Linked DNA regions of Dromaius novaehollandiae: region 2 is linked to region 1. Evidence: chromatin contacts called from public Hi-C data. All regions are on one chromosome and are shown on one strand. Each heading gives the region's core, a stretch centred on a gene start, on an enhancer-like site or on the middle of the called end of the contact. The rest is flanking DNA. Distances are from core to core; before and after follow the strand shown. Region 1 holds the start of AURKAIP1 (aurora kinase A interacting protein 1). Region 2 holds the start of INTS11 (integrator complex subunit 11).

What was found. A called contact is a pair of places that touch in the nucleus more often than the background predicts.
Region 2: a contact with region 1 is called in a Hi-C map of brain, with 2.6 times the contacts expected there. The contact joins the promoter of INTS11 here to the promoter of AURKAIP1 in region 1. A contact is called at or near these places in 2 of 4 Hi-C or Micro-C datasets (brain and ovary).

The regions. Positions count from the first base shown.
Region 1 is chr24:3,598,484-3,602,482 of bDroNov1.hap1, reverse strand. AURKAIP1 (aurora kinase A interacting protein 1) reads right to left here and starts at 2,224. Exons shown (of 4, transcript XM_026100667.2): 1 at 1,993-2,224; 2 at 1,249-1,340; 3 at 325-773. The coding sequence starts at 1,300. It overlaps LOC112983494 (a long non-coding RNA gene), which reads right to left. Exons shown (of 3, transcript XR_010392760.1): 3 at 3,772-3,999.
Region 2 is chr24:3,799,933-3,803,931 of bDroNov1.hap1, reverse strand. INTS11 (integrator complex subunit 11) reads right to left here and starts at 1,881. Exons shown (of 18, transcript XM_026100639.2): 1 at 1,782-1,881; 2 at 972-1,158. The coding sequence starts at 999. It overlaps CPTP (ceramide-1-phosphate transfer protein), which reads left to right and starts at 1,946. Exons shown (of 2, transcript XM_026100664.2): 1 at 1,946-2,134; 2 at 2,248-3,999. The coding sequence starts at 2,013. The coding sequence ends at 2,770.

The sequences.
Region 1 (3,999 bases), core at 975-3,474:
GAGACACGAAAAATTCTTTTCTATTAGCCACTATCTTTACAAGTTAACTGTTATGCAAGAAAAATCGTGCACAGCCACTGTCGCACATATCTGTTTACAATCACAGAAATATTCTAAATTATGATTTCTGAAGATATCCAGGTCAAACAAATCATAAAAACAGAAAAAAAAAAAAAGTACCTCTGAATTCACCAAGGCTCTCAGAGCTGCTGTTGTTTTCCCCTAAATCAATTCTACCCAAAATTTTCCTCCCATACCTAAAGGAAACAGAAGCCAGTTTGTGAAGCAGGTACACTTACGTTGTTCTCTTTAATGCAAGCTTACCTGACGTTTCTTCTTGCGACCTTCCTTTATCCTCCTCCGTACAAACTTTCTTCGCTTCAGCAGTTTTTTGAACTTGTGTCGGTTCATCTTCCTCCTGCGGATCTTCAAAACATTCTTACATTCAAGCCTGTTGCCAAGTGTTCCTTCCCCTTCCTCCACATCAGCTTCCACATCAGATGTTGGACAGTCATATCGCTGGACAGGTTCATAGCCTTCTTTTCCATGAACACTGATGACTTCCGCTTTAGGAAGGGAGTATCTAACTGTCAACCAGCTTTCTAAAGGGCTGATGGATAGTTTTCTGGGGACCAGCATCTCTTCCAGTTCAGGGTCCAGCGCATACCACCGCTGAGGTTGGGCTCCATTCTTATTAGATGGCTGAGTGCTATACTTCGCAGATGTAGAATGAGAGCAAAGAATGGAAGAGACTGACCTTGGCAAAAGGTGTCCTTTGAGAAGAAAAGAGTTTCATTTAAGAGGCAGAATTTTCAAACATTATCTTAACATAAGCACTGCCCCGCTCTAGAACCAAGATAATCTAATAAAGGAAGCTGCTTACAAGCAATCGTTTTCTCTCCATAAAATCAAGTAAGTCTTTTCTACTTACATTACCATAAGTCTATCTGCTAGAATTATGTTATTGAAAATTTTACTGTATAAGAAGTGTAAGGAAAGTGCAATTTGAAAAGACTGCAAACAGTTCTCTGTATTAAACCCTTCTGCTGCCAAGGAACCTCCTCATAAGTTTAACGGAAGTTAAAACAGAGCTACACAATAACAACAGACAAGACGAGAGACTTAGTAACATCCCAAGACTGAATCAACAACTTGACCACTCTTGCATTGCTTGATAGAAAAGGAACTTCTGGGAGCTTAATTATCCCAGAAAAAAACAGAAAAGTAGGTTGCTCAGTATCTATTTACCTGCAATTCGTGAAGCCTTCGCTAACTGGGAAGTCAGTTGTGATACTAACATATTTTTTTCACCTTCTTCACTCTTCTAGATTCAGTAGTGACTGTTAAAATAAGCACATTTATTCTATGTAGCAAACATGCTACTTCTGACAATTCAAAAAGAATCCTCTAAATTTAACTCAAAACCCCAAACAGATGGGCTGAGATGCTCTAAACATCCTTCTTGTTTGACCAACACACGGCTGTATTCTGCTGTAGGGGGCTGGCCCACAAGTACTTACAGCCCCATAGCTGCTTCACAGATGATTAATAGTTTCCACTGCTTCGAGTTTAAAAATAAGGCAACTTCAGGCCCAAGTCCCACTTGCATATTTCTGCCCAGCCCTGTAGTAACACGCTGTTTCCACAGCAGGAACTGGAGTGTCCCAAAAGCCATCTGCTACCTCAGGTCATCAGAAAGAGCAGCACGGCTTAACGCAGGGACGTGACTGACAAGAACCGGCTCACAGCCCCGCGCTGTGATGGCGGACGGCCGCCCTCTCCCCAGCCCAGCCAATGAAGCCCCCACAGCTCCCTCCACCTCGAAGGCCAACGCATACTGGAAGCGACTGGGGATCCTGACAGCACCCCCGCCCCTCGCAGGGCGCAGGGCGCAGGGCACAGGCCCCGGCCCCGGCCCCGGCCCCGGCCCCGGCCCCGGCTCCAGCCCCGCCGGCCTCCGCCATCACTCACCATCCCTACCCGTCCGCCCACCTCTTCCTCCGAGCTTCCGGCCGCCGCCGCTCCCGAGACTCCGCGCGCCGTCAGCACAGCGGCCCCAGCCGGCGCCCGCCGGCCCTGTCGCGACGAGGCCGCCGGGGCTCCGCGGCGCCGCGGGCCGGGGACGCCGCCGCGGGCCCGGCTCCCTGCGGCAGCCGCCAGCTTCCTTGCTGGCGCCAGGGCCGCCCGGGGCCCGCGGCTGCAGAGACGGTAGGAGGCGCGGCAAGGAGCAGCGCCACCAGCCGTTCAGGGGAAGGAGCCCCCCCGCCCCGGTTCAGCAGCCAGCTCCCAATCTCCTCCGCTTCTTCCAGGCTCTGGGGTGAACCAGACTGTCCCCTTTGCTCCTCAGCCCTTGCAGTTTGTCTGCCTCTTTCCAAGCAGAAAAGCACAGATCACAGGAGCTAAGGCAGGGAGACAGTACCTGAGGAGATGCTATCCGAATCTCCTCTCTTTTCAAGCACTTGTGGCCCAGATCAGATTTTTCCCCTCTCCTGAAGGGCTGGAAGAGGATGGCTTTTGGAAGACACTTTGTTCCTGCAGGTGGTAATTTAGACTGACATAGGTAAACAGCTGTGAGATAAAGCTACTTGCAGGTAGCACTCCCCTTGCTCAGAAAGAGCGTCTGTATTGACAGCCTGGGCTACAAAGCAGGCTCTGAACACATTGGAGCATAGCGGCACTGCAGGCCAGGCCAGCCATGAGCTGACTGCCCTCACCCTCCTCTGAGTCAGTTGGGCAGCAAACTCTCCAGGCCCTGCACCCTGCTGAGTCTGTTAGCAAACAGGGCATTGCATTTCCTTGCAATAGAGGGGCCGGGGAAGCACAGGGCTCCAGGTTTGGACTTAGTTTTGAGCTGGACTGTCTAGGGGAGGAAACAATTCTCATACATCTGAGCAAAGGCTTTTGCAAATAGGTCATGTGTTCCCCTCAGCTACTACTTCTCTCCTGCTCTCACACAGCTGTACTGTGGAGTAGGGCTTGTGTCCTTTGGCACTCATCTCGGCTGACTGCAGCAGGTACACCAGTTCCCTTTCTCCACCCAGCATCTGTTTGATTCAAACTAAATATCAAATATTTCAACCTAGCAGATTTGTACTGCTGCTATAGTTGCACTTCAGGATGGAAAGTCAATGGCTCTCAGCAGATAGAAAAAGCTCAACTTTTTTCATCTGTTCAGTCACAGCAGCACATAGCTAAAAATGTCAGAACACAGCAATGTAATGTAACAAACTGTTGTTACAATAAAATTTCACATCCCTGTCAATTCAGGGATTGCAGAAGGTAGTTAGGCACTTTTCCCTTACGCACCCTCAGATGCATCAGCGGGCAAGTCTCACAGTGGCTGCTGTCCAGGAACGACCACACCTGCCTCTCCCACCAACCTTGCTGCTGTTTGTCTTTCCTTACTTGGTACAGGAACCCACCATCTTGCCACAGCATGGAAGTGCCTCATCAGCTGACCTGAGGAATCCATGTTCGAGCCAATCCCATATTTCAAAGAACATTTTGCTTTCATCCCTACCTCAGCCAGAGCACAGGGATCTTTCACCAGCGGTGATCAGTATTTCAGAACACAGCAAAGGTCGGTCTCATTTTCAGGCAGACCCACCATATTAAACCCATCTAGTCTGAAGAAGACAGCAATGTCTAGAGTTGCTCCCAGAAAGGTAGCGGTACAGCTCTCTAGTCAGGGAAAGAAAGCTACAGACAGAAATTAGCTCAAGCAGTTCAGTAAACAGACACTTTGTTTAAACAAGACTTTATTGAAGACACTTCAGAAGTTTATGTACAGAACCGCATTCCCACCCCCATACCAGGGTGTTAGTCACCTGCTAGGAACAAAGGAAGTGTCTTGTGCAGCCAACCTGGGGACACTCAGCGAGCCTGCTGAGGAGTTTACAGAAGTGCCAAATTCATTTAATTTAGGGCAGGGCAATTTCAGCCTTGGCTCACTTAGCCTATAAGACTATATTGTACAAGAGTTGCTCTTGATCTCTGCCT
Region 2 (3,999 bases), core at 632-3,131, 200 kb before region 1:
TTCCAGTGCAGGAGAAGACCACATCCTTTCTTTCAAGCAAGTGGATCTGCTAGAGGGAAGCAGATGTAAGCTCACTTACCCCATTCCCTAAGCTTATGAGAGTGCCTCCCAGCTCCAGTTACACAACTGCGCTTAGTACAGCACTGAGTCCAAGCCCATAAGAAGTTCAGATGCAGGGTACATTTGTTTTCTACCCAGTACTGTGCAATAGCAGCTACATAGTTTCAAAGCAGTTTTAAGTAAGAGCAAAATAATCTCTTAACTGCCTGAAAATACCCAAATAGACCTATTTGTTCTGAGCTACAGGAAATGGCTAGCCCAATGGCAAAGAGTTAATCACATGGAATGCAAAGTTCCCAGGGTTGTGGCCCACCCCAAATACTCTGCCTCTCAGTGAAAGCACAGATTTCCATAAGGCATCAGGAAGTCTGTTCTAAGCCAGAAAACTACTGACTAGGATAGAGCAGTTCTGCTTGGAACATCCGCTGCCCTCTCAGCACTTAAATGCATGTCAACAGCTTCTGTGCAACTCACAAAATAATGAAAAATTTGCTTTCCACGGAACTCTAGCTCCATTAAGTTTACTAACGCTCTATCCATCCTGTACAATACTACAATAAATAACAAAAGACCTCCATAGTACTATATATGCTCTACAAGCCCTTTACCACCAATATCTATTAATGAATCTTTTCATTTAAAGATAGGGTTTGCAGACTCTATTTGAGTCATACTTGTTTGAACAGCAAAACGAGGACAATGACACCTCTAGGCTGCCCAAACATAACATACTTAAGTATACCACTATGACTAGTTTTTGTGGCAGGGAAAGGCACATATATCCCCAGCAGACTAAAATATGTTATTTCTAGCTCTAAATTTCAATTCTAACTTGTTTCTTTTCAAGGAAATCACAGCATACAAAGCTTTTCAGCATTTCTATTTTAAGACCATTTTAGGTTTGGACTTACCCAAGGGAGTGACTTTTATTTCAGGCATTTTAACAAACTCTAGATTTCAAGCAATACGATAAATTCTTTCAGAGATAGTTTCATGAGGGCCATAAAGTCAAGAGAAGATTTAGCCTTTATTCACAGCCACCACTACATTTCTTTTTCAGTATCAGATAGAAAACTTCAGCTGAGGCCTCATTTCTTCCTAGAGGAAAGACAGACAGACAACACACATGAGATAAATGCACGCATTACTAGCTTCTCCTAGAAATTCATGTCTGTTTGGCTTCAGTAATAATAGTCACGTTTTTTTACGCTCCTTGAAAGCACGTATCAATTCCTTTGTGTTGAGATCACCTTTAATCTTCAGACCATCTCAGTGTCAGAAGCCAGGCACCACTTATGCCCTGGAGACAGCAAACGCTAAGGGCTTTCATAGGCTCGATGCCCATCGGAAGGCTGCTGTGAGGAAAGGGCTCCTGCTCCCTACCTGAGGAGCGGCCAGCCTTCAGGCTGGCATTACTCCCTCGTGCCGTCCAATGCCCTCTAGAAACAACTTCGGTGAGCCTGCTAGCCTGCATCCTGCTCCCCAACAGCGACCAGCGGTGACACCGCTCTCATCAGGCCAACACCTGCTGTCAGCAGCTGCCCGGCGACCCGAACAGGGCCGGCCCCAGCACCCCCAAGAGTCCTCAGGCCGCCCCACTCACCGGGCACCCCAGAGCGCACACTCACCCCTCACACCCCCCCCCCCCACCCCTCCCCTCCCCTCCCCCCCCCCTTCCCCTTCCTCGCACCGCGGCCCCACACCGTTCCAACGTCTCTCACCGCCCCGCCACCCGCGCTTCGCGACGCCTCCGCGCATGCGCGGCAGCCCGCCCTGCCCGGAACCAGACTGACGCAGGAACGGGACGCAACACCACTCGCGCTGTGGCCAATAGAGCCCCGCGACGCGCCCCACCGTCCCGCCCTCCTGCCCGAGGATTGGTCGGGCGGCGAGTGACGCACTGCCCGGCGCCTGCGGGAGGCGGTGCCGTCGTCCCCGGGCCCAGCGGGGCGATGGCGGGAGAGCAGGGCGCCTTCTGCCTCAGGGAGGTCCTCGTCACCTTTCATACGTGTGTCACGGAGCAGCGGGAGGTGCTCCTCGGCCCCTACCTGCGCGGCTGGAGGGGGCTCATCCGGTGAGTGACTGCGGGCGGCCGCTGCCCTCGGCGGCACCCTCCGCCCTGAGAGGGTGCGAGTCTGGCCGCCGGGGCCGCCGCCGCTAACGCGAGCCGGTCTCTCCCACACACAGGTTCCTGAACAGCCTGGGCGCCATCTTCTCCTTTGTTTCCAAGGACGCGCTGGCCAAAATACAGATAATGGAGAACTACTGCAGCGGCGAGCAGCAGGAGAAGTACCTGACACTCCAGTCCATGGTGCAGTACGAGGTGGCCAACGGGCTAGTAGATACCCAGAAGCGGTCAGAGCACCCTGACTCTGGTTGCCGGACCGTGCTACGCCTCCACAGAGCCCTGCACTGGCTGCAGATGTTCCTGGAGGGGCTGAGAACTGGCCAGGAAGACTCCAAGACATCTGTGATATGCACAGACTCTTACAATGCTTCTCTGGCTAACTACCACCCCTGGATTATTCGCAAGGCTGCTACTGTGGCCTTCCGTGCTTTACCTTCTCGAAATGCATTCCTTGAAATCATGAATGTGGGCACCCCTGAGGAGGCTGTTGTTATGCTGGGTGATGCCTTACCCCATATCTGCAATGTCTATGGGATCACTGAGGAGCTCTATGCCCAGCATAAGCTGCTTGACCTCCCTTGATGGAATGGACATTAAAAAGCAACTCCACATCCTGACAGAAATGAACTGTGACAGAAGTGAAAACTGTTTTCATACATACCTTAACTGATTCCCTGACCCTGTGGCACTCTTCCTTTCCTTTTCCAATGTAGAGGTAACAAACTGGCACACCTATTCAAGATGCCTCACTTCATAAGAAAAAAAAATATACACACACTCACACACACGCATCTTTGCCTGAGCTCTGCAGGAAGACAGAAATCTAATAGTTTGCTTAAAGGGGTTTCTTTTCTCCCTTCTCCTGGATTCACCTTCAAAACTGTAGCTAGGTTTTTTAGAAGTTGGTTGGTTTCTTTTTTTAAGCCAAACTGAGCTACTCTAGCAACTTCTGTGCATTTACATCAATAGTTAGGATCTCACGTGACTAAAATTCACGCATTAAAATTCAGGGTATAACTTCCTGATGTGGTATTCTGAACATGTTTACACTACATGTGAGCTCACTTTGCCACTTTGTTTACAAGCTGTCCCCCTGAATAGATCTGACCTTTTGCTCTCTGTTATGCTTTAACCTTGAAAACGTAATCCAGAGTAGTGTGTCTCTGAAAGGAAGCCCTTTTCCTGGTGGTCACAGACTCACCTGATGATTGCTGCTAATTCTGTACCACCTAGTTTTAAAGATGGAAATGGTGTTGCATTTTGTTGCAGTGAGATACTGTTCTTCCTTTGCACATGGCTCCATTAAGCAGGAACATTCTTTCTGTGTAGCTTCCCCTGCTCATTATTTTTCCTATGTTTTATGCTTCATGGGAATCAGAACAATTTTTAGTATGTACTACACAATACTATATACCCAGATAACGCTCCAAACTGTACTTCATCTGTTTTCAAGCTGTGCTTCTAAATTGTGTGTGTGTGTTTTTTGTTTTGTTTTTTTTTTTTAATGAATGTCATGTGCTTACAGAAATGACATCTCTGCCTGGGGAGAAATCCAAACTTGTTCTTTGAGTCACCACTTTGTGAATCTTATGGCTTCTATTTCAAATCAGTGCAAGTGACTTCTGTGCATGAAACATTGTATATTTATTTATATATATATGTGTACATACATAAAAATGTGTGAAATAAGTAAAATGAAGCTTACTTAGCTTTTTAAAAGCTGAAAAAATGCTATATTGGTATTTTAGGAAGACATGAATACTTGAGCACTTGGGAGAGGAGGGAGAAACCCACAAATTCTGTCACATATT